5 separate regions of the Mus musculus genome follow, and all the other regions are linked to region 3. The links are chromatin contacts, called in public promoter capture Hi-C maps. All regions are on one chromosome and are shown on one strand. Each heading gives the region's core, a stretch centred on a gene start, on an enhancer-like site or on the middle of the called end of the contact. The rest is flanking DNA. Distances are from core to core; before and after follow the strand shown. Region 1 holds the start of Usp18 (ubiquitin specific peptidase 18). Region 2 holds the start of Slc6a13 (solute carrier family 6 (neurotransmitter transporter, GABA), member 13). Region 3 holds the start of Rimklb (ribosomal modification protein rimK-like family member B). Region 4 holds the start of Pex26 (peroxisomal biogenesis factor 26). Region 5 holds the start of D830015G05Rik (a long non-coding RNA gene).

Region 1 (5,280 bases), core at 1,987-4,486, 1.2 Mb after region 3:
GCCTTCTGGAGTGCTAGGCAACTGATCTACACTTGAACTACATCTAAACCCCTGTAAGGAAATTCTCCAATGTGTCCTTGGAGACATGTGAAACACGATCATATCAGCATGGCTTGTATTATACAGCCCACAGATAACGTGCATTCATCAATGGCTGTGGATAGGCTACAGCACATGTCACAACAGGCTGAATCTCAGAAGCCAAATATTTACTCAAGGGAGCTAGAGAGATGACCTAGCCTCAAGAGTACTTGCTGCTCTTACAGAGAACCCAGGACCCACATGGCAACTCAGAATTCCAGCTCTAGGGTCTCTGAGGGTCCTGTTCTGTGTGATGCACACACATATGCAGGCAAACCCTGGGGCACATAAATCAAAAGTAAATAAATCTTTTAAAAACAAAATATCTGCTCAGAACAGCCAATCACAGGACTGGGGAGATGACTCAGTCTGTAACCTGAGTCTGACCCCCTAGAACTCACATAAAAAAACCAGTTGTGCACACCTGCATATAGTCTCCAGGATAGGAGAGCCTGTCTCAAAAAACAATATAGAAAGCTACTGAGGAACTACACTGAAGGTGACCTCAGGCCTTCACGCATACATCCACAGAGACACAAACACACACAAATATTCATACGCACACTCACACACATCACTACCACCACCACCACGAGAAAAATTTGGAAAACATTATTTGATTTCTTACTATATATTCAAACTTAATGTCAATGGAAAATTGTCAATACTTGTGTATGGTAAAAATAAAATTCTAAATAGAAAGTAAAAATCAAATTTAGATAACTACTTTGTGGGGAGGCAAGGGTATGAGGCTGGAGGAAGGTGGGTTGTTGCTCGGAGGCAGTTTGCTTTGGTAGCAGAACAAATACGTGAGGTTTTGTTTACTGCTAATCAGTTCATTATCTGGAACTCAGAGTTAATAGCTAATGAACTAATGGACGGATGGACAGACAGATGGAACAGACATAGTCTAGCGTTGGCCTGAGGGAAGCAGCTCTCTCACTGGGCAGAGCACACACACAGCTCAGGCTTGGGTAGCAGAGCCAGCGCATGGAGGACAGGCAGGTAGGCAGAGCACCATGAGGAAGGAAGTGGAGATGTACGATGGTCGGGCAAGTGGGCAGACAGGATGAGGCTGAACCAGGCATACAGCTGCCAGCTCCGAGAACGCTGCATTCCCAAACTCATGCACTGATTCGAGGCATGCTGACTCCAAAGCAGAAGACTACCTCCATCCTTGCTGAAGCTTGCAATGAGGAGAGATGGTGGAAATAACCACCACAGGCTACAGAATCAGCAAGGGTCTTGAGAGCAAGAGCTAGCGAGCCAGTGACACAATACGGGAATTCTGGGTGGTGAGTCCCTCCCTAGCTGTTACACATTGGGGGTCTGGGGAGAGCAGTTCCCAGATAGAAATGCCCGATAAAATTCACAATGCCAGCAATATCTAAGTAGCCTGGTCTTCAAACCTTCTGAGACAAGCCCTGGTATTGAAATCCCCTGGCCTCAAACTTTTGCGCACAGGTGTTTTTAAATAGGATCTCACTATGTAGCTTAGGCTAGCCTCAGAGTCTCAGCAAAACTCCTGCCTCGGCCCCCTCCAATGCTGTGATTACAAGTGTGAGCTGAAACACCAGATCCAAACTCTACTCCCCCTGCCTCGTTCAGCCTTCCTAGGGCTAAAATCCCTGGGATTTCTAAAGGTATGAACTACTGCTCTGGGCGTTGCCTTCATTCTTAACAATCTGCTCGCCTCTTCTGAGCTATGGTGCTGTAACAGACAAAATCAGATCTCTCCAGAGGAAACCCAGACTAACACACTACTTGGGGCTCCTCTGGCCGGTGTGGGATGATATGCATTAGCCTGTCCTTAGACATGCCCTCAGCCTGGAGATGCTGATACACCTTTCATGTGCCCATTGGGGCTCTGGCCACAGCCCAGTCACATGATACACTCAATTGGGAGACAACGTGATTTTCTTCCTTATAAACATCATGTTGCGTAAAAGTGCCAAGACCATGAAGCACGGTTTTCCAGAGTGAAAAAAGAAGAAGAAAAAGAGAGAGAGAGAGCAAGCAAAAAGCTCTCTCTCTTTTTAAAGTCTTCTGCTAGTGCGTAGTGAGTCAGAAGGGAGCATACACCTCATCTGCTACGCCACTTTCTGCCCAGTTAGTTCTTATGAACAAAGGAGGTGACGGTATTCAAACACACAAAGGACACTTCACAGGAAACATTCTAAAAATGTTCTGAAATATTTGCCTCACTTTTTGAGTTAATTCTAAAGATATTAAGTATGAAGTTAAGTTGTAATTTTGAAACACCACAAACTTGGACTTCCAGGGGAGTTGGGGGAGGTTGTGTTTTTTTGTTTGTTTGGTTTTTGTTGTTGTTTTTTCTTAAAGGTATATTTAGCTTTCTTTACAGAAGATGGAAAAACAGGCCAGGGAACAGGTCTAAAGCACCCTGACTTATGATACTGGACAAAAATCTCTCCGGTTTCTCAGTCCGCTGGTTTCTATTTTAGGAGTTTCTCCTAACGTGTGACTGAGTATTTGCACAAGAGCATAAAAATGATATTTGTTGATAAAACGTCTATCCCAGGAAAAACAGGACCGAACCTAAATGTCCATGAATTATTTAACTAAATCCGCACTTCTCATACAACGCATCAGTTAAAATACTGGTCTAGAAAGGCACAGAACAAGAAGCAAGACACAGAGCAATGTTAAAGATATCCATTAGAAATGTTTCTGATAAAGTATACATAAAAATGATACTGAGTTGCAAATTAAGAGAAACAACTCTACACATCTGTCTGCATTGTTTGAATTTTTAACAAGCCACTTTGGTAATTACTTTTTTAAATTAAACATAAATCACGACTACAGTCTGAATAATATAAATGCTTGGGAAGCAAATCCATTGGCCCAGTATATACATGCCAAGAATACAGACCGCCACTATTTGCAGAACCCAAGGAAATTCCTAATCATCTGGAGATGTATAAGCAAAGTTCTGGCGGATAAAGGACACTTTCAAAGTTAGCCCCAAACTTGCCTCAAGCACGGAGTCAAGCCAAAGAGCGAAGACCGAGCAGCATCTGCAAAGGGCTACAGAAGAGGACGCGGCACCGCGGAGCAGAGCAGTCTTGCTGCCTCCCAGCCTCTCAGCTCAGGAGTGTCTGCTGTCCCCTAGGCACAGCCGCCCTGGCACTGCCGGCCAAGCCTTCTGCACGCCTGGCCACGCCCCCCTCACCGCCAAGCTTTCGTTTTCCCCTAGATCCAAAGGAAAGCGAAACTCAGGCACCGGGCGGGCGGGCGGAGCGGTTGTACGCGCCCCTACAGAACCCGCAGTCCAGTCGCCTACACCAGGACACGACAAGCCGGACCTGGCCCGGTAACTCCTGGATACGCTCTCTTTTTTCATCTGCAATGTTAAGATTGGAAATACTCCCAGTTGCTGTACCTTCTGCTCTGAAAGCCAGCAGCAGATAACTCCCTTGCTGAGGCTGTCCCCAGGGGGTAAGGAGACAGCGATAACATTTACTTCATCTCTGTTAATTGCCAGGCTTATCCTTAAACACTGAAGATAAGTTTATCTGCACAATGTTCTTTTGTGCCTCTACGTTTAACCCCAATTCTATAGGATAAAATGTTTTTATTTTATCAAAGAGGTTATGACTAACTCAGGACGACAAATGGCTAAGTGCTGAAAGCAACATTCTAACGGGACCTCTGACCAGTCCCACCATTTGTGGAAAATAGCAGACCATTGCAGTTAGCACACGAGGTGGCCATGAAGGTACAGCTCTGCGAGGAACAAATACAGTCTAAGCCGAGCCGGGTTTGGAGGCTCTGGGATGTACATACATGAAATGCTTGCTAGCTCTTTACAGATGTATCTTGTATATGAGGCTATAAGTTGAGGGAGAGGGGGATCTGTTAGCTGCTGGGCTAGTCAGAATGAGGTTTCCCCATGCGCTTGTTCTGAGAGGGGTCCTCCACTCCCTACCCCCAGCACTGGACAAAGATGACAGAGAGATACATACCCCTAATCGAAAGCTACCAGGACTTTATGAAATCTGGAAGAGTCTATATTCTGTTTTGCTATTGTAGTTCAACGTAAGATATACAAATATGTCTGCCTGCCTATAGTGTGTGTGTGTGTGTGTGTGTGTGTGTGTGTGTGTGTGTGTGTGTGTGTGTGTGTGTGAAGCATGAGTTATACACAGCTGTTGAAAATAAACCAAGATGTCCATGTTTGGAAATAGAAAGTGGGGTATGGCCCTCAGGGTAAAACAAAGTCTCTTGATCAGTGGTTGAGGTAGACAATGTGGCATCTGCACATATCATGGACAAATACATTAAGTCTCCAATACATTTGCAAATCAATCAATTATGTGACCAGCTTCTTCCTCTTCTTCTTCTTCTTCTTCTTCTTCTTCTTCTTCTCCTTCTTCTTCTTCTTCTATCTGTTTGGTTGTATCCAAAAACAGGAACATCAAAAACTGGTGGGGGGGGGGGGGAGGATGAAAAGAGGATGTTATAAAATGTGATAGTTTGATCAATATATCGTACCTGTAGAGTTCTAGGGAACAAACTGTATTTGTTCCCAGTGGTGATTAGCAAACAGCTCCTTATAGCCAAGCAACTTTTTTTTCCCAACCCTGCTTGTTCAGTGAAGCAAGTGATTGGCATTTGTACCAGTACGGAGTGGACTAGTGTCAATCATGGACAGGAGATACCTAGATGATGCAAGAACCCATTATAACTCCTAGTAGGACTCTCCATGCTCTTACCCCTGGTCTCTCCTTGCCTTTCAGAAAAGTTCAGGGCTCTAACCAGGTGGTAGACTGAGCTGGTAAGCATTCCTGAAGTAGATTCCAGCAGTGCCCCACAGTGACCCAGGATGGTGGTTTGGTGGAGAGACAATATGCCCACCACCCATGTCAGAACCTACTCTAGTTAGAGAATCCATTCATATATAGAGCAGATGTGGCTCGCCTGGGCCTCAGAGCCTAGAGAACTGGAGTGGGGTTCCATGTGTTGAGGAGACACGGGCAGGGTGAGGAATGGGTCCACGTGAGAGGGCACTGGTAGAGCTGAGAGACTAGTTATGCCCAGAAGCAGAATTAAGTGAGCAAATCCACAACAGTTTAGAACTGGTCACTTGCTTGAAATTGCCCCGGAATAGAGTTGAAGGTGAAGAATGGGACCCAAGACCTGCAGCTCTGGGTTCGCATAGATCCGTGGTTCTCG
Region 2 (5,898 bases), core at 3,384-5,883, 1.2 Mb after region 3:
AAGAGGGCTCTGGGCTCCTCAGTCAGTCTTTAGCAAAGGCGCCTTCTCATTAATTCACCCAGCAGCCCTGGACTACTTGTGCCCTCCAGAGCAAACCTGGACATTCGCCTCTAGCTCCAAAGTCCATCAGAACTCTCCCCACACCTCCACATCCCCGGGCTGCTGTTATTCATCAGCAAACAGGGAGGTGGCACAGTAAGTCCTCAGCTACAGCAAGTGCCGAAACTGTGGGTGGCGACACCGGATTCAATCTCAGGACCCCCCCCCCCAAAAAAATATCTCAACTGCTGCATGAAATCAGAGGCTCTGTCCAGGGGAAAAAAGTCTCAGCAGCTGTACCCAGGCACCCACGGGAGAAAACGAGGGCCTAGGACTTTCCTGTGTGTGCATTTCTAAGACGGAGACTAGATAAATTACCACGAAGTCCTGGGGCAAAGCTCAGACCCCAAAGTTGCCAGGCACAGGAAGCCGTGTGAGTCCAACATCCCCAGCTGCTCCACCTCCTCTCCCCTTTGCTGCCTCTTTTTCACCCCAAGTGGCTCTGAGCTAAGCTTGGAAATCAGTGCCTCAACCCTTACCCAATTCCAGAGAGGCTTGGGGAAATCTTCTCGCTCCCTAATCTTTCTGCCATGTGAGAAGGTAAGCTGGTTACTAGGTTCCGAGGCCCAGGGTACGCAGCTTAGTGTCTTACTTCTGTCTGTGCCCTGGGCCATCCGTATCCCTGCACCTAATGCTCTAAAGGGAAGGCCCTCAACTCCTCAACAAACACAGAAGTATCTATGGCTACATAAGAAGCACGAAGACCTCCCTCCTTCTCTCATAGTACAGACTGAGCAAAGTCCTGTGATTTCAGGCCGCTAGCCAGAATTCCTAGGGAGAGAGGACATATTACCTCATTCCCGTTCCTCTGGGGGAAAAATTACAAGTTAACTTCCAACCCCAGTCTCCAACATTCACAAACCCAAGAACAAGACACCCACCGTGGGTACAAGGCACCTCTCTCTTGGTCTCTCATAATCCTTCCGACCTCCACCCTGGGCTGAGTGTGAACTCTTTCCTAAGCCACTTGGACTGTGTGCTTCATCCCTTCAAATCCATTTGAAGAGCTCGACGGGTTAAGGGGCCTCTGCTCCCCTGCCAGTGGGAAGGTGTTCTTCTTCTCTGGTGACCTACCTCCGGGTTCTGCATTCCTCCAGCTCAGGATACAGCCTCATTACAAAAACAGACCCATGACCTCCAATCCCTGGAAGCTTTATCCATCAACAGAACAGAATGGTTTCCTAACCCACGGGTCAACTCTAAGCCCTTTAGTACCTGGGGATTCTGTCCAAGGCTTCCCACAGGGGTGTGGAAATTCCCTAAATATGGATTCATTCAATTACCCCAGAAGACTGGGAAGGCAAATAAGACACACACACACACACACACACACACAAGACAGAGACAGAAAGACAGAGGCGGGGGGGGGGGGGGGGTAGGGGAGTTAAAGGAAAGCCATGAAGGTCAAAGATTATGATTCTAGTGAGAGTTGGGAAACAAATGGTATTGGGAATGTCATGGTACCAGCTGAGTGGTGGGGGGTGACACAAGGCCAAAGCTGAAGAATCCCAAGATCCCAGAAGAGTTTGGTAGCAGCAGCAGCAGCAGCCCTGCAACTCCTATTTATTAAGCACTTTATGGGTAGTATTGCCAATCCTTACAAGAACCTTGAAAAACAGGTATTGCTATCTTGATTTACAGGAACAGCCATTGAGACTCTGGGGGCTTCAGGAACTTGACCAAGATCACACAGAGTTAAGAACAGAGGCAGAATCCGCGGCCTGATCCATCTGGATCTGAACCCGTACTCGAGATTCTATGAGAGAAAGCCCTAGGGCACCCACACGGGTTATCTAAATCTCCGTCTCCTGCAAAGTGTCCTCAGTGACCCATCAGGGCCCTTCCCAGAGGGACAGAGAGTAGAGCAGACAGAAGAACTCTCCTTCCTGGGGAGACTGGGTAGCACTATGGCTCTCACCTCCCCCGTTCTTGTAGCAGAGATAGGGAAACCTCCAGACGTTGCCTAAGCCAATGATCTCCCCAGCCACAGACAGCACAAACTCCATCTTGTTGTTCCAGTGCTCCCGTTCCAGGGTACCATCTTCCTCCACTTTCTCCATGGCTGGACACACTGGCTTTGTCTCTCCATTACTGGTTGTTCCCGAGGCCCTGTTCTCCATCCCACCTGGAAAACAAGTGCAGTGCTCTGTCACTGGTGGGAAGCCCACAGGGAACAACCTCCTCCCTTCAGAAAATTCCCTGGAAAAGGGTGACCTCCTTCCCTATCCTCTGAACCATTCCTCCTTAGCGCCCCCCACTGGCAGAGCTGGGGAGGAGCTCCTAGGATTGCCTGTTCCCTTCACACTTAAAAGAAAGCATTGGCACAGAAGGGGACGCATGCTCCCCTGACGCATGCTCTCTGGATTCACATAGTATGCAGGTGTCTGCACCTCCCACTTGCTTCTCACAACTGTGGCATATTAAAAAGCAGTGCAATCCTGTAATAGGCTGGGACTACCCAGAGGATGGCAGTTGACATATTCTCAAGACCATGGATGTCCCTTGCAGGAACTACACTAACTGTGGTCGTGGGGAAAGAGCTGATATTAAAAATGTTGATTGCAACAAAAAAAAAATTGGAAAGTATATGCTAAAAATGGAAGGTGAGGGACTAAGTTATGGTAGATGTATTATGAGCTTCTATCCAACCATTAAAATTGTTACAGGAAGATGTATATTGAAACCAAAGGGTGTTCGTGCTATAGGAAGTGAGATTAGTATGAACAGAATAATCAGGCTTGACAGACACTTTACAGAATAGCTACACGCATTGAAAGATTGGGACATACACCAAGATGTTTCTTTCCTAGTGACTGCATCATAGGGATGTTTTCCTTATCTATATCTTCACCGTTTTGTTCAAAGAAATGTCTTCTGAGGGGTGTTGGATGGAACCCGGAACTGGACTGGGAGAGCTGAGCTGTCCAGGAACTCATTCTTCTCCCTCCATTTCCTAGTGAATCGGCATACATGGAAAAAACGTCTCCCCCTCTCCCTCCCTAGCCTCCTCTCCTCTCCCTTCCCCCTCTCTCCCACCTCCGCCCTTCTTCCCTCCCTCCCCTGCTCCCTTCCTCTCTTTGTCACTAGTGGTATCAAAATCTGTTACAACCAAGATGATGGCGTGAAAAGGAAGCCCTACCTTAGAAACACCCTATCCTAGACTGAGACTGAGACTGAGAATAAATTCGGATGTGTTTTAAACTTAATGAGCAGCTACCCTGGACTAAGCATTGCACACATGGTCATTTAATTCCTACACCAACCCTGTCATTGTTGAGAAAATGATGGTACATAAAATACCTGCAGCCGCTGCTCTGTTAAGTCAAGTCACTGTTGCCACCTAGGTAGTCAATCGTATGGAGACTTGAAGTCACTCTGCACTTACTGCTCTTTTGGTTCTACCAATGAGCTCTTGTTCGCTGCCTTGGTTTATCAACACACTTAATGTTAGTGACTCCTTCCTCGCTTTGTGCAATGGCTCCTCTTGTTTAGGTCTTTGTTTTAGTTTTTGTGTTTGTTTGTTTGTTTGTTTGTTTGTTTGTTTTGAGACAAGGTCTAATGGCCCAGCTTCTCCAAGGACTTGATCTATAACATAAACTTAAGGTGATTCCTGGGTGCTCAGACTGTGTAACTCAGGCCCTGTGGTTGATTTAGAGTGGCCTCTTTGTAGAGAACTAAGCAGGTGGGCTTTCTCCGAACCCCCAAACAAGTTCAGAGTATGGAACCTTCTCACCAGAAACCTCTCCAAGCCAGAGACTTCCCTTAGGTTCTATCTGCAACCCTAGGGACCAGAAAAGTCAGCCCAAAGGGCCAGGAATAGAAGACATCTCTGATTATTTGACAAGCTGGGGAGTGGGATCCAAATTCGCTGTGGACAAGAAGGTGAAAGTCAAGGTGTTGTTTCTCACCTGACTGACCTGATCTTCTCGGCCTCATGCTGATCCTGGCCTCGCTTCCTAACCATCACAGGGATGCCTTCCTGTGAGGCAAAGCCATCCCACTTGGCCTCATCCCCCTTCCAGCAACCAAGCAGTAACCTTCTGCCTCTTAGCCCCGTGCTTCTCAGGAGCAGTGGAGAAAGCACGGGTTCAGGCATGCCGGGTTCAGACCACAGCCGTCCCTAGCACCCTGCCTGACCCCTGAGGTTAATGAGTAACGCAGCCTTAGTTTGCTGGTCTGTGACAGTGGGAACATTGGCGTAGACTCAGCTGTGAGGCTTGAGTGGAGAGATGAATTCTATATTCACCCTGAAACTCAATCATTCTCCTCTCCAACTAGAATTCTCGACCCCTCCTCTGTCACCCTTAAGTCATGAGCCACCCCTTTCAGAATGTCAAGAGAATAGCAGAAAATGCTTGCACCTGCACACCCAGGAGCGAACCAAGAACACCATCCAGAGGACATCATGGTTGTAAATCCATGGATCCCACCAACCTACATTCTGAGGCCCAGAAACAGGAAAAAGAGAGAAAGAGCAGAGAATATTCCGAACCTTGGTGAAGTTTCTGCCTGAGGTCTTGTCGGAGAATTCTCCAGGGGGCCAGGGAAGGGGCTGGCTATTTAAAGCGTGGCTGGAGACCGCCCTGTGGTGCATGTAATCCTAAACTTGACCCGGCCCACATTCCGCCTCCTGCCTTCCCCCTCCCACGTTCTCCCCTCCCCCTCGGCCACCAGACAATCCGCACATGAGTGATTCCCTGGCCTGGGGACTCTGTCCGCCCTGGCAGTTCAGCCGGTTGCTTGTGATTCTACTACAGCATGTGTCTTGCCACAGCTTGTCTGCCCTTCCCCCTGACTCTGGGATCTCCATAAAGAGATCAGCCAGTTGCCCTGTCTTCCCACAACTCAAGGACTCCTGGGAAGCAGTCAGTAGTAGGTGCTTATTTGGTGAGGTGCTATTAGGATTAATTTAAAAGTATACCAACCTTATCGGGTTCCAAATGGCATTCTAGAAGGGACAATGATTTAGGAAAACAACAATAACCACACATTAGATTACTGAACTGTGAGAAGTCAGTAAAATATCCAACATGCACACAGACACACGCACGTATGTGCACACACAATGTTGAAACGTCTGGAAAAGGTTTCTGAGTTAATAGTGGTTGCACTCAGAACAGAGCTGGGTTAGGAAACGGTAGTTAAGGAGATTTTTCTCTTCCTTTTGAAGCTCCAGTATTGTTTGAATTCTTTGACAATGTTCGAGAACTTTTTTTTTAGCTGCAATCAATGAAATGCCAAGGTTTAAAGCAAAGTCATCAGGGAAGATTTGGCAATGGGAGGCAGACAGCTAGTCACAGGACTTTCTTTCCAGGCAGGGATGACCCTCGGAGGTGGCCGGCTGTTCCTTCAGCTGTGAGTCCCAAGACTAGAGCGCAGTCTTGGGTTCACCACCTGCTGCGAGGCAGTGCAGGGGGACACTGTGTAAGCTTTGGTGCCAGGCAGCACAGGGGCCAAGCACCACATCTGTCACTCGGGAGCTTGGAGTTTTGAGCAGAGCACACAGCTTCTGGAAACTCTCATTCTTGCAGCTATAAGATGAAGACAGTGTTGCGCACCTTGGAAAGTTGCAGGAGATTTCAGGAGAGAGTGGATCTGATAATGTAGCCAGTTCATGAATAGCTACTGATGCTGTTTAAGAATTATTCAGAATGAGCTTCTTGGAGACTTTTTTTTTAATAAAAAAGATTGTATCTTCTACTTTTATTTATGTGTATACGTCTGTGTATGTGTATATCTATGTGGGTGCCCTTGGAGGGCAGGAGAGGGTGTCAGATCCCCTGAGGCTGGACTTCCAAG
Region 3 (5,593 bases), core at 530-3,029:
TTCTTCTACAGGAGACCAGCTTAAACAACTAGCCTCGTGGGACCAAGCAACTCTTAACTAGACTGCCATTCACAGCTGGCCATTGTCGGGACTACAGACTGTAAGTCATCACAATAAATTCAATATAGAGAGACGTTCATAAATTCTCTAACTCTAGAGAACCCTAATACAGCAGGCAACTCCCTTTTAGCGTCACTAGGGAGGCGAATTTTCTTCAGAAGACCACAGAGGTAACAGGAACAGTCATCCAATCCTAGGTTGTTGTATAGCTCTTAAAATTTATACAATCTCTGTATTCACACGTGGGGAGACAGAGGTAGAGCTAGAACACACTTGTGGGAAGTGGTCTTCTGGCTTGGCAGAGGTGTACAGGTGCCTTATCCTTCGAGCAATTATTTCACCCACCCTCTAGACCAGTGGTTCTCAACCTTCCTAATGCTTTAATACAGTTCCTGATATTATGATGACCCCCCCCCCAACTGTTAATTCCTAACTGTAATTTTGCTACGGTTATGAATCGTAATGCAAATATCTGTTTTCCATGGTCTTAGGTGACCTCTGTGAAAGGGTGGTGACCCACAGAAAACCACCTGCGCTGCTGGTCTTCGGGATCTGAAATCAGTAGCTATGACTTGACACGGGGTACAACATGTTTGAATTGTAGCTCATATCTGATGTCTGAAGTTATTTAGGAATGCATTTTCATTGTAAAGGCTTCACTCATGGTGTAGAGAAGGGACTTAAGTAGTGGACTGTGGTCAAATGTTTCGCCTCTTCTTTGGACGATTTGTTAGGTTTCAGGATGTAGGAAATGCTCCTAAAATATATGATGTTTATTCTGACATCAACTCGCCAAGCTGGCTCTAGCTTCCTTGTCTATCTTTGAACCTGCCCAACCCATAGTATTTATCATATCGCTTATTTTTGAGGCATCGGATCGCCTGCCTGTGATCCTCCTGCCTCAGCCTCCCTTAGTGTACCAAGCTCGCCTGAGGCTGCAGTTAACGCGCCTTTCCATACAGAGGTATTGTCTTCGGTGCGATCGCAGATCCGGACTATTACAGTTACCATCATCTTTGTCCCCAAATCTCTGCCTTCTGGTGAGGCAGGACGCTAGGGAGGGAGGGTGGCTGGCCCCCTTAGCGGGCAGCGCGAGTACCCTGGCCAGACCTCGCGGCCGGAGGCTCGGAGGGGTCGGCGGGCATCAAAGCGCTCACGGCCGCAGCCCAAGGAGGGGCTGCGCGGGGCGGGAGGGCGCACAACGGCAGGGCCTACTCTCGCGGTGCCGAGCGGAACAAACCTCGCCCCCTACCCGTTTTCCAGGCTCCGAGAGGACGGTTTGGGGGGTGGGGGTGGAGCGGCGAGGCGCGCGTCCTTGGAGCGCCCGCGTGCCTCCCCTTCGCGAGCGCGCGCCCCGCGGCTACCCCTCCGGCGGCGGGGCGGTCTCCTCGCAGGTGTCAGGAGTCGGCCGAGCGCGCTCGCCGCCCCGCCCCCCGCCCGCCGCCGCCCCCCGCCCGCGAGTGCGGCGCTCGGGGGCGGGGCCGCGCGGGTCCTCGGCTCGGGCGGGGGGCGCGCGGCGCCTCGGTCTGGGGGACGCGGGGCGGCCTCGCCGGCGTCGTGCGCTGTGTGTGAGTGTGTGTGTGTGAGTGCGTGTGTGTGAGAGAGAGAGAGCGGGGTCGCGCGCGCGCGCGGTCGAGCGACAGGCGAGTGAGGGAGGGAGCGAGCGGCGGCCGGGTGTGAGCGAGTGTGTAGGAACGGGAGTGCGGGCGTCGGGGGGAGGGGGGAGGGAGGGAGAGGCCGGCCGACCGCGAGGCCGTGAGAAAGTGGGCGAGTGGGTGAGGACGCGCGGCCTGGCTGCGGGAGCCGGCGGCGAGGAGAAAGGAGGCGGCTCCCGGCATCCCGCCCCCTCCCCCTCCTCAGCGGACTTCCCGCGGCCCGCGCTTGCTCCTAGGCGGCGGCCGGCCGGGCAGGCGAGGGAGGAGCCGGCGGCCAGGTGAGCAGCGGGCCGCCCGGGGCGGCGGCGGCGGCGGGGGCGTGGGCCGGGGGCGCGCCCTCGAGCCTGAGGCTTCGGCCGGCGACCCGGAGCCGAGCTCGGCGGCGGCGGCGGCGGCGGGAGCGGACTCGGCGCGGCGCGGCGCTGCGCGGGGGCGGGCGCCGGAGGCCGGTGGTCGCTGGGTACCACAGTCGGCGGAAGCTGAGAGTCGGCTGCCTGCGGGAGGGGGCGTGAGGCGGCGGTCGCGGCGTGGAAATTAGGCTGGTTGCCCGTGTCGCCGAGGGGGTGTGGTAAGCTTGGGAATGCTGCTTAGAGTAAAACCTGCCGGCTGCTCGGCTGTCCTCAGGGGTGTGGTTGTCGCCACTGTCCTTGTTTCCTCTGAAGAATTTGACGTGACCGAGGCAGGAGGATGCTACGAGCCTCACCCTGATGTTACTACGTCCATCCCAAGGAGTACAATTTAGAGTAGCGATCGGCTGTTTCTATTTTCTTTTTCTTTAACAACCTTTGGAACAAGAAGGAAGAAGGTTACCAAATTGAATGTTTGACTAGAGTAGATCCCCCACATCCGGATAGAGAACAACTTAAGTCCTATTAATTTATTGTTTCTCATCCCAGGTTTGTAATCCCTGTAATTCATGAATAGAGACGGAGTGTTAAATCAATGAGGTTTTTTACTAACCAACCTGTATATACCTTGAATGTGAATTTTCAGTGCTATTTTCCCAACAATTGCCTGCAGTTTTCCCAATGCCTGAAGTTGGGTTAAATTCCAAATCTATGTGGAAAGTATATCAGTTGAATATGGAGAGTTTTTCGTTGTTTGGCTTTTTTTTTTCCTAGACATTCTTAAATCATTAACCAAAATCCCAAAGATTTAAGTGCCATTTAAGTCTCTTCTCCTTCATAACGGGTACGTTGGAGGTTATTTCTTCTGTTTTAAAACAGTTGATAATATATATTTAAAGATACTTGGAAGAAAACAAGGACATTTCAGTCAGTTGTAACCCAAACCATTGTTAGTCTTTTATAGTAGGTCTCTTCTAGTCCCTCGTGTCATTGCTTCTTAGTTTGTCAAACTATTTTCATCTCCGTTTTCTGGTAGCTCCTTAAGGTACTAGAGTCCATGTGTTGGGGAGTGTTTTGTCCGATTCTGACAAAAAAAAAAGCTACGAGCTAGACAGTCACCCAGTCAACCCAGTCAAGAACCGCCTGGGTCCTCTTTCTTTTTACATCTCATAAAGAGCTCGGTGCCTAACCTACATTTAGCCTGTTGCCCGATGCCCACCAGCTACCATCTGGCTTCTGTTAGTTTATACTGGACAAGTTTTATGGAGAAAAAAAAATTGAGCCCCTGTTGAATATACACTTCAGTAGTTGCATGGGGGGTTAGAATGACAAAGTTATCTCTCCCCCTTACCCCCCATTTCCTCTTTGGCCATTGAACTGCTGGGCCCTGAAGATTGAGGCAGGAGGGACCGAAGGCAAGGAATAGGTTCTTCACTCAGAGAAAGAAGCAGGAGTCACTTTATTCAGGGCATAGCATCGTAACCTGGGAGAAAAGTGGGTGGAGGAAGGACTACGATTTTATGTGAAGAGTGAGAGGACGGGTTTTATTGTGAGTCGCTGTGAGCACTTTAATACTATGGATTCCTAGAGAAACTTCTGGCAGGTGAGTTCACAGTATTCTGTAATCCAAGTCATAAACATTAAAAGCTGAAAAAATTATAGTCATTACGTTATTTTGAAATGTGAGGGAAAAACCGTTAGCTGTGCTGACATACAGTTGTTCCAAGAGAAGCTGAGTAAGGTTAAGTAGAGAAACTGTCTTCACTTGGCATTTTCTTGCTTGTCATATTAAGATTGTTAAAGAGTATGGAGCCTCCAAAAATATCTGTACATGTGTATTTTAGAGCCATGTGCTGTGTATTTGTGCAGTTTAGGTTTGTAGAAAGGACTTTCCGACATCATAGTAACAAATGCCAGGCTGGTGTTTTTAATGTTTTCCAGTATTTCCTTTCCCCTTCTCCAAATTGCCTTAGACACAAAAGCTACAATCTACCCCTATCCCCCCTGAGGCTGTAGTGTGTGGAACCTCGCAAGTGCCTATCCGTTTTACTAAAGTTTTGTGTTCTTCCAAGTTTGACTGTTAAAACAATCTCGGGATCAGAGAGGTGACAATGGATAGTGACATCAGGCTGTCACTAGACAACCCTGGCTCCAAACTCACTATGGGGACCCCTTCATTAAGGAAAATAAAGAATGTACATTGGCAGTTGAACTACTAATGTTAAGGTGGCCAAATACCTGCCGTGAAGCAAGTTAAGGGAAGGGTTTAATTTGGCTTATAGTTCTAGGGCAGTGGTCCTCAACCTTCCCAATACTGGAACCCGTTAACACAGTTCCTCATGTTGTGGTGACCCCCAACCATAAAATCATTTCATTGCTACTTCAAAACTGCGGTAGTTTTACTGCAATGGAAATAGCCGTTGCGACTCCTGAAGTGATCACAACCGATAGGTTGAGAACCACTGCCCTAGGGGATACAGTCCCTCATGGTGTGGAGGTAAGGGGACAGTGTGTGTTGGGATGGGGGCGAAGGGGGGAGTCAGGAAGCAGCATGAGATGAATGCTGGTAGCTTACTTTGTCCTGATTCAGATGGAGATCCATAGAACATTCACTCATGATGTTGTATTCAGGGTAGTTCCCTCTCCAGGTGAACCTTTTTGGAAACATCCTCACAGACACACTGAGATGCATTTCCAAGGTGATTCGAAATCCAAATTGACAAGAATAACCATCAAAGATGGTTAGGTTACATTGGAATTTTCTGTGACACACATTTGTCTGGTATTTGGCACAGCTAGCTCAAAACATTTCTTCTCAGTTCTCTCTGTCTTATGGGGTGTGGGGTGTAGCAAGTGTGGGTGCTCTCAGACCCAAAGAGGGTGTCAGAACTGGAGCTGGAGTTACAGGTGGTTCTGAGCCACTTCCTGCATGAGCACTGGGATCTATCCAAACTTTGCTCTACACTGCTGACCGCTCTAGCACCTTAATTCCGTAGCCAGCTCTTAATCTTACCAGTCTACTATGTACTATGCTTTCTGTCCCCCATTCGGGAGAGCAGCAGGGTAAAACAGATGTGACTCATAAGTCTTTAGAGTTTGCAGTCCAGTTTCATTGATCACAGTACTAGGTTTTCTTTTGAGACAGGGTTTCTCTGTAGCCCTGGCTGTCCTGGCTGTCCTCTTTAGACCAGGCTGTCTTCTGACTCTGCCACTACAACCCAACTAGCTGATCAAGGTATTTTTTAGTCTGCCAGATTTCCCAGCAATGTCTGTAAAAGTATCAGATATTCATGATATATACCAACTCAGTTAAAAAGCTGGTAGACAACCTTATGTTTATGTTATGTGCGGATTAATTTTATACCCTTTCTCCTACAAAATGTCAGTATGTCATGAGTTATTTTTTTCTTTTTTTTATATATTTTTAAAGATTTATTTATTTTTATATATGTGAGTACACTGTCACTCTCTTCAGACACACCAGAAGAGGGCATCGGATCTCATCACAGATGGTTGTGAGTCACCATGTGG
Region 4 (5,312 bases), core at 757-3,256, 1.3 Mb after region 3:
CCCCTCTCTCCACTCCGTCTTCCACGCTGGGACAGGAAGCCAGCGTCCGACCCAGAGGCTGCTCACCTTTACCTTTTCTGTTATTTATTGGCCCAGGCCTCACCACTGGTCTCTTGGGCTGCCCTTCCACCCTGGAGTTAAGTTCTGGAAACCTCTTAGAGGCACACGAGCTATGGCCCAACGCACATCTCTGCAGCCAAGTGGAATGAGAACTGAACAAACAGAAAGGTAACCTTGTGGGAACAGCACACCGTGAACATGCACGTGCTCACTGGCGGAGAGTGGGAGTTAAGTGTGTGCTGACTGTGAAAAGGGCATGGGGTGAGGCTTCTGGCTGGGTGCTCCTATAGGAGCTTAACTGGTCTTTTAGAATTGTCTATGTCCAGCCGGGCAGTGGTGGCACATGCCTCTAATCCCAGCATTTGAGAGGCACAGGCAGGTGGATCTCTGGGTTCGAGTCCAGGCAGGTCTACACAGTGAGTTGCAGGTCAGAGCTACACAGAGAAACCCTGTCTCAATATGAAGACGAAAAACAAAACCCTATAAAATTACATCCAATGGGCATAAGCAAAGCCCTCAACATTCGGGTGTGCAACCTTCATCCCTCTAAAACCACAGTCAAGTCTCTCTAGTGTTTGCTTTTCTTCAGTTAACTATTCTGACTACTCCCGCCATTAGCGTGGCCTCACACAGCTCTTAGGAAGGTTTACTCCACAGAGAAATGGTGCCCTCCAGCTGTCAGAGGAGGCCAATGCATTAGACAGAGCAATCTAAAGATAATTCACTCAGTCCTGCAACAGGACCAGAACAGTGTGCTTCTTGCCTTGACACCCCGCTCTACCCCCCATTTTCTATAACCTGCCAAGGCTAGGTTAAATAGGAGGTGTGTTCCCAAAGAAGGCTGCTACCTGCTTACTGAACCTCCTCACGACTGAACACTTAAAAGACATCTACCCTGTCCTGCACTGAAAAGGTGAGCCAAGAATTGACTGTGGCGTCCCTCCAAATTGTTGCATGATTTGACTTCATTGTACAGTCTCACGGGTGCAGGATGAGCAACCAGCCTCTCTCAAAGAGGATCCCTTAGGGAAAGCAAGGTGTGTGGTTGGCGCAGTCTCACAATGCCAGATATTCAGAGACCCGAGTTCCTCCCCAAAAGGATCCAGAACGGAACATAGCTCAGCACGTACGTGCCACTCACGGGCTCCTCCGCCAGGCTCTGCCAGGCTCGTTCGCAAGTCTCTAGTGCGGCATGGAAGTCCAGGTGCACCACCAACAGGTCGGACGCCTCTTCCAGCAGGTGCACCGCGGGGGACACAGCGGGGAGGGCGAGCGCGGGCTCGCTGCTCCGCAGAGGGCCCACGAGCCCTTTCAAAGGGGCTGCAGACGTCGAGGCGTCGCTCTTCATAGCCAGCCTGGGTTCGACCAGGTCTCCTCACACGTCAGGAGGACAGCTTCTCGGGAGCTTCCTGGAAATTCGGACTGGGCCTGGTAGATGTCCCGCAAGCCTCGCACTCTTCCCCTCCGCGCCTCTCCAGGTCTGTTCCTAAGGAAGGACCAGGAAGGAGCTGGACCCGGGCACAGCCTGCGCTCACTGACAGCCTAACCCTTGGGGCACTGGCCTGTTCAAGACTGTCTGTTCAAGACTAGTGCTGCCGAAGGCCCAGCACTAGTTCCTCCTGTCCCTGGACCGGTGCTAAAAGCACCGAAACTCCCAGAGTAGAGAGCGCGACAACAGAAGACCTGCACGGGGAACCCACGACGGTGGACACCTCCTCTCCACCCCTCTTAGCCACTACGACGCACGCGCACGCTGGAGCGAAGGATTCTGGGAGTTGTAGTCCTGGGCTCTTGGGTCTGTGAAGCTTCGGGGAACCTCTCGCGCCCAGAGACTGCCATCTTCCAGAGAGAACGCACTGGGTCGCCAGCTTTGGGGTGGAAAAGATGAGGAAGCTAAACCATTAGTGAAATGCCTTTGTCCTGAGAAATGTGATCCTTCCTTCGCTAACCGGAAGAGGACGAACGGAAGAAATTCCAGTTAGGAGGTGGAGCTACCTGCACCTTTATTATTAACCTCTGAAGGAGTCCGTTGAGAAGGGTCTGCTGGAAGCTTAGGGAAAAAAGAAAAAGAAAACTATGGAGCTGGCTATTTCCTCTTCCTGGGTTCGATGCTGCTATAAAGTGTGGCAGAATGGAAAGGCGCTTTCTGTCTGTTATTTCTTCATCTCTATGAGTTAAGGACTATTACTCTATTTACAGGTGACATAGGTCACACGACAAATAAGTCACAAAAACATTGTCAAACCAAAGAAAGCACTTTTTTTGGCTGAAAGGAGTGTCAGGGCAGAGGTAGATCTGATCTGTGCTTTGTATTAGGTAGGTGAACCATCAACACACAAGTGAGTTACATAAACTCCTGGATCCTGCATTGTTTATATAAATAAGGATGTCATAAAAACAAAGCCATGCACATGTCATGCAATTCTTCAAAACAGTACTGAACCAATGTAAGAACTGATGCTTTATAATATACAAAAAGTAAATACATTTAAATATGTATTTTTATGTGTTTATTTATATTGTTTGTGTTTCACAGGGCTTCTCTGTGTAGCCCTGGCTTTCCTGGAACTCACTCTGTAGACCAGGCTGGCCTTGAACTATGCCTCTGCCTCCCTAGTGCCGGGAATTAAAGGAGTGCAATACCACACCTGACTTCCTATTATATAATTTTACACAGACTCATAAATCACCAATTATCTGTGCTTCAGGCAGGATTTCCTATCTCTTCCACATTTATACTCAGTCTTCATGGTTTTACTTCGTCCAGTTCTCTACCTTCTGAACTCTCTCCCAAGTTTTCCTAGAATCCCTTGCTCCTTAGTGACTGGATAAGACAGCGAGGTGCTAGGCTAAGACCTGCTCACATCATATATGCCTTTCTTTTATCACTAACACCGACAGGACATGGCAGTCTTTAAATCTCTGCAGAAGGTCCTCACACAGCTGAGACAGAAATGTCAAGTCTGCTAAAGCCTGTGACTGTGTAAGGTGAAAGGGCCAGGATGTCACTTGTTTAAAAATATATATACTGTTTAATTCCCCCTCTCCCCCCCACTGGGGACTAGAGAGATGGCTCAGCAGCTAAGAGCATTTGTTTTTGCCAAGTACCTGGGTTCAATTCCCAACACCCACATAGCAGCTCACAACTATCTGTAACTCTAGATCCAGGGGATCCAGTGCTATGTCCACTCCAGTAGTGACTGGCTTGGCAGGCCTAAAAGCCTGGAAGCAGTCACAAGGCAAAGAGTTTCAAGGAAACTTAGCCTCCTGGAACCTTGGCATTCCCATAGCTAGAATGCCCCAGATTTGTCCCTGCAATATTGTGGAGGGTCTTGCATACTTTCTTACAGTATTTTACTGGATAAGAGTTAGAAATCTCAGGGCAAGCTTAGCAAAGTATACTTAGAATCTTCATTACAGCCAAGTTACTCTCATATGCAAGTATTTACCAAGGCCTAGGAAAAAGGGGGGTTGTGTTGTTGCATTATTCATGATAAGGTCTGCTAGAGCAGAACTCCCTGGTGCTAGCTTTCACAAGGCTCAAAGGAGTAGCACAAATTGTGACTAGGGTGTGAAATCCTTACCTGTCATTAGCTGACCCTAGGCAGGGCTGTTTTATCTTTACTGTAAACATTACCTGGTTCCTGTCAGTCCTTTGAAGTCATTCCTCTGTTTTGTGTCAAATACTTCAGTGTACTTTGCCTGTTGTGACACCCTACTCCTTTGTTTTCTGTATTATATTTTATAAGCCTTGTGAAAAATTACATCCAGATACAGCACTCCCTTGTGTATGTGTCTGTTTGTCAATTCTCCAATTCTCGCCAACTCCATGCCCACCTGCCAGAACCCCTGATTTCCCACGGATTGAGGGGGGCTGACTGAGCCTGGTCCATGGCATCTAATGCCCTCTTTCTGACCTCCTGGAGTACCAGGCTTGCGCATGGTACACATACATATATGTAGGCAAAACAGTCACACACATCAAATAAGATGAATCAATTCTCATATATATATATATACATACACACACACATACACATATTATTTTTATACACTCGTTTGTGTGCCACAGTGCACACGTGGAGGTCAAAGGACAGCAGACAGTTCTCTCCTTTTGTGTCTTGGAGACCAATCTCAGGTCAGGCTTGGTGGTAAGCCCCTTTACCCACTAAGTCATCTCACTGGCCCCAGAAATGCTTTTTGTTACTAGTAGATGGCAGACATTGTCCTAGACCCTGAGGGTCCCACAGAAATGAAGGACAAAGCCTTGGTGAGTTTTGGAAGGAAACAAACAACAAAAATAAGCAAATGCTTATTAATAAACAAGTACACATGCCTATAGATCCAGCTACTCCTGAGGGTGATATGGAAGATTACTTTAAGGCCAGGAATTGGAGACCAGCCTGGAAACACAAGAACATGTGTGTGTGTGTGTGTGTGTGTGTGTGTGTTTACATTATTCATGATAAGGTCTGCTAGAGCAGAACCCCCTGATGCTAGCTTTCACAAGGCTCAAAGGAGTAGCACAAATTGTGACTAGGGTGTGAAATCCTTACCTGTCATTACACACACACACACACACACACACACAAACACACACACACACACACATATTGAAGCCTGCTCCCCCAGCCATTTTGTTCCATGCCTGCCAGTTGTTTCATATTGTTACTGACACAGAAAAATAGCTTGACTCGGAGCAGGTCAATCTGACCATATAGCCTGTTATGTTTTGAGGTTTGTTAATTAATATTAAGAAATCCTAGAACCATAAGCTCCACTTTGGACCAATCAAAATAAAGGTCAGTTAGAACTGTTCTGACTAGCCAGCCAAAATAACTTGAGTCGGAGCTGAGCACCAGGCAGTGATTCCTGCACCTACACATGAGCTCATTGTGGGTTTTGCCTTTATAAACTGGCCGTGGGAAACATTCATGATCACAGTCAGCTCCTGAGTCTGGTCTGTGGCTCTGATCAATTTGTCCTGGTCAATAAACCATTCCCCTCTGACTGAGATTGATATATGCATTGCATGGGGTGACTCATGGACCCCAGCAATACATACATGCACACATATACACACATACACATGCACAAACACACATACATACATTTAAGCAAGTGAAATACATGCAACAGTGTTATTAGATGATAAAGACTAAGGAGAAAGAGAAGGGAGATGGGGAACCATGGAGAGACCAGCACAGTAGGTGTGTTTGCCTTTGTCTTCTAACAGGAAGGACAGGGACAGA
Region 5 (5,591 bases), core at 1,426-3,925, 1.9 Mb before region 3:
GATCCTAGCATACAGGATGTGGAGGCTTGGGAATTGCAGCAAGCTTGAGTCTGGTTACACAGTGAAAAATAAGATCCAGGAACTGGGCTATCTAGGTCAGAGGCCAGCAAAGCACGACGGAGCCTGTGCCCTGTTTTCGTACAGTCTAAAAGCTGGGCATGTGGGGTCCCCCCCCTTAAAGCAATTGAAATAAAGTTATAAGAATGGTTTATCGTGGAAGTTAAATGAAGCAGTATCTTCATTGCTCACAAGAACTTTGACTGGAATACCGCCATGCTTGTTCTATGGCCCTATTGTGAAATGACAGAGAAGCAGGGACAGACAGTGTAGATCCAAACGTGTTCATTGATTGGCTCTTTACAAAGCTTGATGCTAATGGCCTAGATGCAAGTCCCAGCTTTTAAAACCCATATCACAGTCCCAGGCAAGATCCAACAGTTTTTGTCTCGGTTCCCTCGCCTGTTAAACAGGGATGCCTTGACATTAATAGTTATGAAGTGGATCATATAAGTCAGTATTTGAAAAATGTTTAAATCAAGCCTGTGGTGATGTAACTTGGGTCTGAAAATTAGAGGATTTCAGCCTATTCCTCTTGAATTGGCTAAATATTAAGGAATGTTTACCTTTATTTTATAACTTCTTATTTTATGGGTAAAATATGATTTTAACTTTGAACTTAGATGAAGAAGATATGGTTTCATATTTAAAACTTTAATGAGCTAATTATAAATATTAAGCACCCACATAACTTAATTTAGCCTTTCCCCTGGGACTGTGGGCCAGGCATTGTGAAGAAGTCTTTGGCTTATATCAAAGGTCTTTAAGGTCTACAAGGAAGACTTCTCCAAGTCTGGGATGCAGGGCTGTAGGTGTCTGGTGCTTGCACTGTTTAAATTTGTGTGCGGTATACGATGTATGTGTGGTGTGTGTGTGTACACAACTCTCAGGGGAAATAACTTTTCTGCTACTTTGTGGGCCCAAGGGATTAAATTCAGGCCCTTAGGCCTGTGTATAAACACCTCTACCACTGAGCCACGCTGCCAACTGCTTGCATCGATTCTGACTTCCTAGCTATTTGATTTTTGTGCAAGTCTTATTTGTAAAAGGAGGTTAGTAATAGCTTTCTCATAGGAGTATTATGAAGATTATGATTAAAAGTGCTAATGCTCACCAAGTGCTTAAGGCAACACCTGGGGGTTAACATGCATTTCATAAGCATCGGTTATTATCTCAATTATTCTCCCAAGATCTTGGCATGGTAAATTCCTGCTAATCAGTTACTAACCTCCTAGCAGAGTAGGAGGTTATGTGTGTGATGCGTTTTGAATGCTTCTGGGAGATGCTCTCCCATTTCCCCATGACCAGAAATTCAAACCATCATATGCTTTCCTTAAACACTGCTTTCTCCAGAGATTCTCCTGTTTTAACATATTCATCTTCCAAGATGGCATCCTTTCCTCCTTGGTGTGGTTTAGTTTATTCGTTGCTAGGTGTTTTTTTCTTTACAATGGCAGCCTGGAAACAGTGGACAGGGATGAAATTTGTGGTCAAGGAGAATGGGTGTATGTGTGTGTGTTAGGGCCTCTGAAAGATACTGACAGTGTACTAAAGACAGAAACATTGCACAATATTCTGCCTTGTTCAACCACTGCAGTTATAAGGGCAATTTCTATTTTCCCAGGGACGAATTTACACTGCCTGTGTTCCCTGAGGAAGGCTACCTTTGAAATCATCAGGGCAGCAAAGAACCAAGCCTGCCCCAGGGCGCCACCTACAGACTACCTGCTTCTCCCGCACCCCGGGTTGGGACGTACGTCAGGCCTTTCTAGAACCAGTTTCCTCCTAGCCCACCTACCAGCACTCTGAACCCCTCCCCTTCTCAGGACGTCAAGGAGTCCGTCGGTCTTGGACCTAGGTGAGCTATCAAGGTTTGCTTTCCAGTGTGACCTTGAGGTCTGGCACCCGAGCCATTTCTCTGGCAGATGGTGGAGCCTGAGGCTTAGGTTCATATTCCCTGATCAAAGGTATTCCTTGCCACGTTTCCCCAACTTGGAGCTGCAGGGAATCAGGCCATCGTGACCTTGACCAGTAGGAAAGAGGAGAGAGGAGTGACTCACAGCACTCTCCCCATCCATTACAGGATTGAGGTCTCAAAATGCGTTGGACCCTATTTTAGTCACCAGAATTTGTCATCATCCGGAGCTATTTTCTTCATTACGCAGAGATGGTAGAGGCAGGCCCCTGTCTCCTTGGAGGCTGTGACGCTGTCCTGAAGGAGCGTCTGTTGGAAGGGGGGTCAGGCCTAGGAGGCCGAAGCAGGTCATAGATTTGACCTCCGAAATCTCCCGGGCTCAGTTTGGGCGATTTAGAGGTGCAGGAGAACCAGGAAAGAGAGCTGAACCGTGGAACCTGAAACCTTGGTTTTTCTCCAAAGCCAGAGAGGCCTCTTCTAGCTCCAGTCCTCTGAGTTTTCCACTAATAAATCCTGGCGTTCTAGGGACTACTGCAGGTTTCCCCAATCCAACTGTCCAGGACTGTCTCCTTTAAGGATCTCGGCTCCGCCCATCACGCTGCGCAAGCTTGAGGCCCCGCCCCTTTACCCGTTTCCGTTGAGCTGGGCCGCAGCGCCGCCGTCCCGGCCCCTTTAAGGCCGAGTCCCGCCCCCTTGCTCCCGCCCCCTCCCTTCCCCCAGCCCACTCCGGGTGCCTCGGCCGGTCGGACGGTGCGGCCCGCGACGGCGAGCATTGGAGCCTGGGGGCGCGGGGTCGAGGCCCGTAAGTCCCCGCCGCTGCGGTGGCCTCGTGGGACGGGGTCGAGGCTGGGGCGACGGGGCTGGGGGCGCGGGGCGCTGGGCGGGGACGGGCGCGGCCGGGGAGGGGGCTCAGGTGACACGAGCTGGGATCGGGACCCGCAGCTGGCGCCTGACCGGGGGTGTGGGTCCCGGTGTACGGTGGAAGGCGTCCCCGCTGTCCCTCGTCAGGTTAGAGTTCGGGTCTAGCCGTGTTTATGATGCGCTCCCCGTGCTCCCCAGGGGTCCAGGCCCTTTTGTAGAGCTGCTGTTGGCGGGTGGTGTCTGAGCTGCCGTCCGCTGGAGGGGAAGCCCGAGCCGAAAGCAGCGTTTCGAGTGGGAAGGCAGGACACAGCCTCCTCTTGGACTCCAGACACACCTCGGGGGGTGGCCCCGGGGGCCTGGCCCTTGTGGAGCCGTCGTGGGCCCATCTGCTCTAGATAGGGCCTGAGGCGTGCGTTGGGAAAGTCTGGCTTCCCGACCACAGTTCTAATCTTCTGTCCATCAGGGAAGCTGCTGGTCACCATGGCAATGCGGGAGCTGGTGGAGGGCGAATGTGGGGGTGCCAACCCGCTGATGAAGCTGGCCACCCATTTCACCCAGGACAAGGCCCTTCGGCAGGAGGGACTGAGGCCTGGCCCCTGGCCTCCGGGAGCCTCAGCAGCAGAGACCGTGAGTGTTCTAGGAGAGCCTATTTCTTCCACCTGACAGCTGCTTTCTCTGTGTTAAAGTAATAGCAGTCACCATTCAGTAACACTGGAGTGAGCCTTGTGCGGCTTTACACAGACAAGGACTACTATTTTATAGACAAAGAAGCTGAGGCTTTGTGAAGGCTCTTGACTTGCCTCAGGCCACCTAAGCAGTAGAGTTAGAGTTGGGTTGTAGCCTGCTATTGTCTCTTTCCTTCTTATCTTAGGTTTCCAAGCCTTTGGGAGTAGGAACTGAAGACGAGGTAAACAGAGCAAGTTTCTTTTCTGTCTTTTTTTTTTTTTGGGGGGGGGGGTTGTGGTGATTTTTTTTTTTTTTTAAATCAGTCCACTCATACTTCAGTCTTTGAACTCTCTTTACCAAATGAGATTGCCTGCCAATGTTTTCGTCTACTTTTTGGGGTATTTTTCTGGTTTCCAAATTTACAGATAGATTTTTTTTTTTCTTTATTTATCTCCAGTTTTCGTTTCTCTGTCCAACATCAGTGGGCCCTGCCTCTGGCTGAGGCCCTCTGATCCTAATGTTCATCCGACCATCTCTCTGTAATAGTTGGTGTCAGAATTCCTGCAGGACCAGAATGCAACTCTTGTATCCCGAGCCCCTCAGACCTTCAAGATGGATGACCTCCTGGCAGAGATGCAGGAGATTGAACAGTCAAACTTTCGCCAGGCTCCTCAGAGAGGTGGGTTCAGGGCCTGGTAAGACGGGAAGAGGCCAGAGGGCTTCCATCCTTGGGTTTTGCTGGCATCGGGGGACTGAGATGCTGAGGAGAAAAAGGAGGTGTTGCCCATGAGTGAGTGTGAAGGAACCTGTTTTCTTTTTTTCTTAGTCTTCTCTTGTCTCTTTTAAGCCCCTGGTGTGGCAGATTTGGCCTTGTCTGAGAATTGGGCCCAGGAGTTTCTTGCAGCTGGAGATGCTGTGGATGTAGCTCAAGATTATAATGAGACCGACTGGTCCCAAGAATTCATCGCCGAAGTTACAGGTGAGGCTTGTGGGGACATCTGTAGTAGTTGTTAGGGAGCATTTACATGTCCTGTGTTGCTGGGCGTCCTGATTCCTCTTGGGATGGAAGGTGATTTTCGCTACTAATGACTTTTCTAGTTTCTTGATTCATTTCTGTAGGATGTTAAATGTGACTTCTTATAACAATTGTAGGTAATCAAAACATAATAAAGAGAAAAGTGGGTTTGGTTGGAAAAAAAAGAGAGGGGGTGGAGAGGGAGAGAGAGAATATGAATGAGAGATTAGATCTGCCTCTTTATCAGTAACTTGACTGCTTAAGTCTAGTGGAGAGGAGCTAGAGATTGGATGGGTAGCCCAGGAAGAGAGCAGTATTCATCTCGGCACCTAGGACTCTGGCAATTCAACCATCTTGAGTAGGACTGGGGTCTGAGAAAATTGATTGTGGAGTTCAGAACCCTGAAGTCTGGCTAGGCTGCCTGTATATATATTGGCTTTTCATTTGTAGATTGAACAAACTGTGGATAGAAAATGGAAAATGTATGTCTGCACTAAACGTATACATGCTCTTTGAGTTTTTAGACAGGATCTCTGTAGTCCAGACTGTCCTCCAAATTCCAGTGTAACTGAGATCTTCCTGCCCTCGCCTCCTGAATGTTGGGACTACAAGTATGAACCACTATGCCTGGCCATGTGTGTGTGTGTGTGTGTGTGTGTGTGTGTGTGTGTGTGTATTCACTATTTCCTAATTGATATAATTGCTATATATGTAACATTTACATTATATAGGGTATTATAAGTCATCTAGAGATGTCAGAATAATGGGAGGATTTTTGTGGGTTATATGTAAATATATCATTTCACGTAAGAGACTTCAGTCTTCAGAACTTTGTATCTGTATGGGTTTTAGAAACTAATTTCTTTATGGATGGTCTTTGAGGGTAAAGATCATCTGTAACAATAGAAATAATATCAGCTTCTCTGTGTTAAGTGCATTGAATGTGTTGTTTACTTATCTCTGCAAGATCCCAAGTTCTAGCTGTTGTTTTTAGGACCATTTTCTAGATAAGAATACTGAGTTTATGACTTGCTTAAGATAAAGCAGCATTGTGAGTGACTTGGTTTTTGGTTTTAA

Evidence for each region. Promoter capture Hi-C pulls out the DNA fragments that hold promoters and counts their contacts.
Region 1: a contact with region 3 is called in a promoter capture Hi-C map of pre-B cells, with 4 times the contacts expected there. The contact joins the promoter of Usp18 here to the promoter of Rimklb in region 3. A contact is called at or near these places in 3 of 39 promoter capture datasets (cranial neural crest, hippocampal neurons and pre-B cells) and 1 of 115 datasets of contacts at active chromatin or transcription factors (astrocytes).
Region 2: a promoter capture Hi-C map of frontonasal cranial neural crest shows a contact between it and region 3. The contact joins the promoter of Slc6a13 here to the promoter of Rimklb in region 3. A contact is called at or near these places in 3 of 39 promoter capture datasets (the 3T3-L1 cell line, cranial neural crest and frontonasal cranial neural crest) and 1 of 115 datasets of contacts at active chromatin or transcription factors (embryonic stem cells).
Region 4: a promoter capture Hi-C map of pre-B cells shows a contact between it and region 3, with 4 times the contacts expected there. The contact joins the promoter of Pex26 here to the promoter of Rimklb in region 3. A contact is called at or near these places in 3 of 39 promoter capture datasets (cranial neural crest, embryonic stem cells and pre-B cells) and 6 of 115 datasets of contacts at active chromatin or transcription factors (astrocytes, embryonic forebrain, embryonic stem cells and 2 more).
Region 5: a promoter capture Hi-C map of pre-B cells shows a contact between it and region 3, with 7 times the contacts expected there. The contact joins the promoter of D830015G05Rik here to the promoter of Rimklb in region 3. A contact is called at or near these places in 4 of 39 promoter capture datasets (cranial neural crest, embryonic stem cells, pre-B cells and 1 more), 1 of 484 Hi-C or Micro-C datasets (embryonic stem cells) and 3 of 115 datasets of contacts at active chromatin or transcription factors (astrocytes, embryonic forebrain and embryonic hindbrain).

What each region holds. Positions count from the first base shown.
Region 1 is chr6:121,243,862-121,249,141 of GRCm38.p6, reverse strand. It overlaps Usp18 (ubiquitin specific peptidase 18), which reads right to left and starts at 3,236. Exons shown (of 11, transcript NM_011909.2): 1 at 3,080-3,236.
Region 2 is chr6:121,299,023-121,304,920 of GRCm38.p6, reverse strand. Slc6a13 (solute carrier family 6 (neurotransmitter transporter, GABA), member 13) reads right to left here and starts at 4,633. Exons shown (of 15, transcript NM_144512.3): 1 at 4,592-4,633; 2 at 2,018-2,224. The coding sequence starts at 2,219.
Region 3 is chr6:122,482,491-122,488,083 of GRCm38.p6, reverse strand. It overlaps Rimklb (ribosomal modification protein rimK-like family member B), which reads left to right and starts at 1,779. Exons shown (of 6, transcript NM_027664.1): 1 at 1,779-1,993.
Region 4 is chr6:121,180,361-121,185,672 of GRCm38.p6, reverse strand. It overlaps Pex26 (peroxisomal biogenesis factor 26), which reads right to left and starts at 2,006. Exons shown (of 5, transcript NM_028730.6): 1 at 1,191-2,006. The coding sequence starts at 1,408.
Region 5 is chr6:124,412,156-124,417,746 of GRCm38.p6, reverse strand. D830015G05Rik (a long non-coding RNA gene) reads right to left here and starts at 2,675. Exons shown (of 4, transcript XR_378022.4): 1 at 1,856-2,675. It overlaps Pex5 (peroxisomal biogenesis factor 5), which reads left to right and starts at 2,680. Exons shown (of 16, transcript NM_001277805.1): 1 at 2,680-2,774; 2 at 3,297-3,460; 3 at 3,705-3,740; 4 at 4,046-4,178; 5 at 4,347-4,478. The coding sequence starts at 3,314.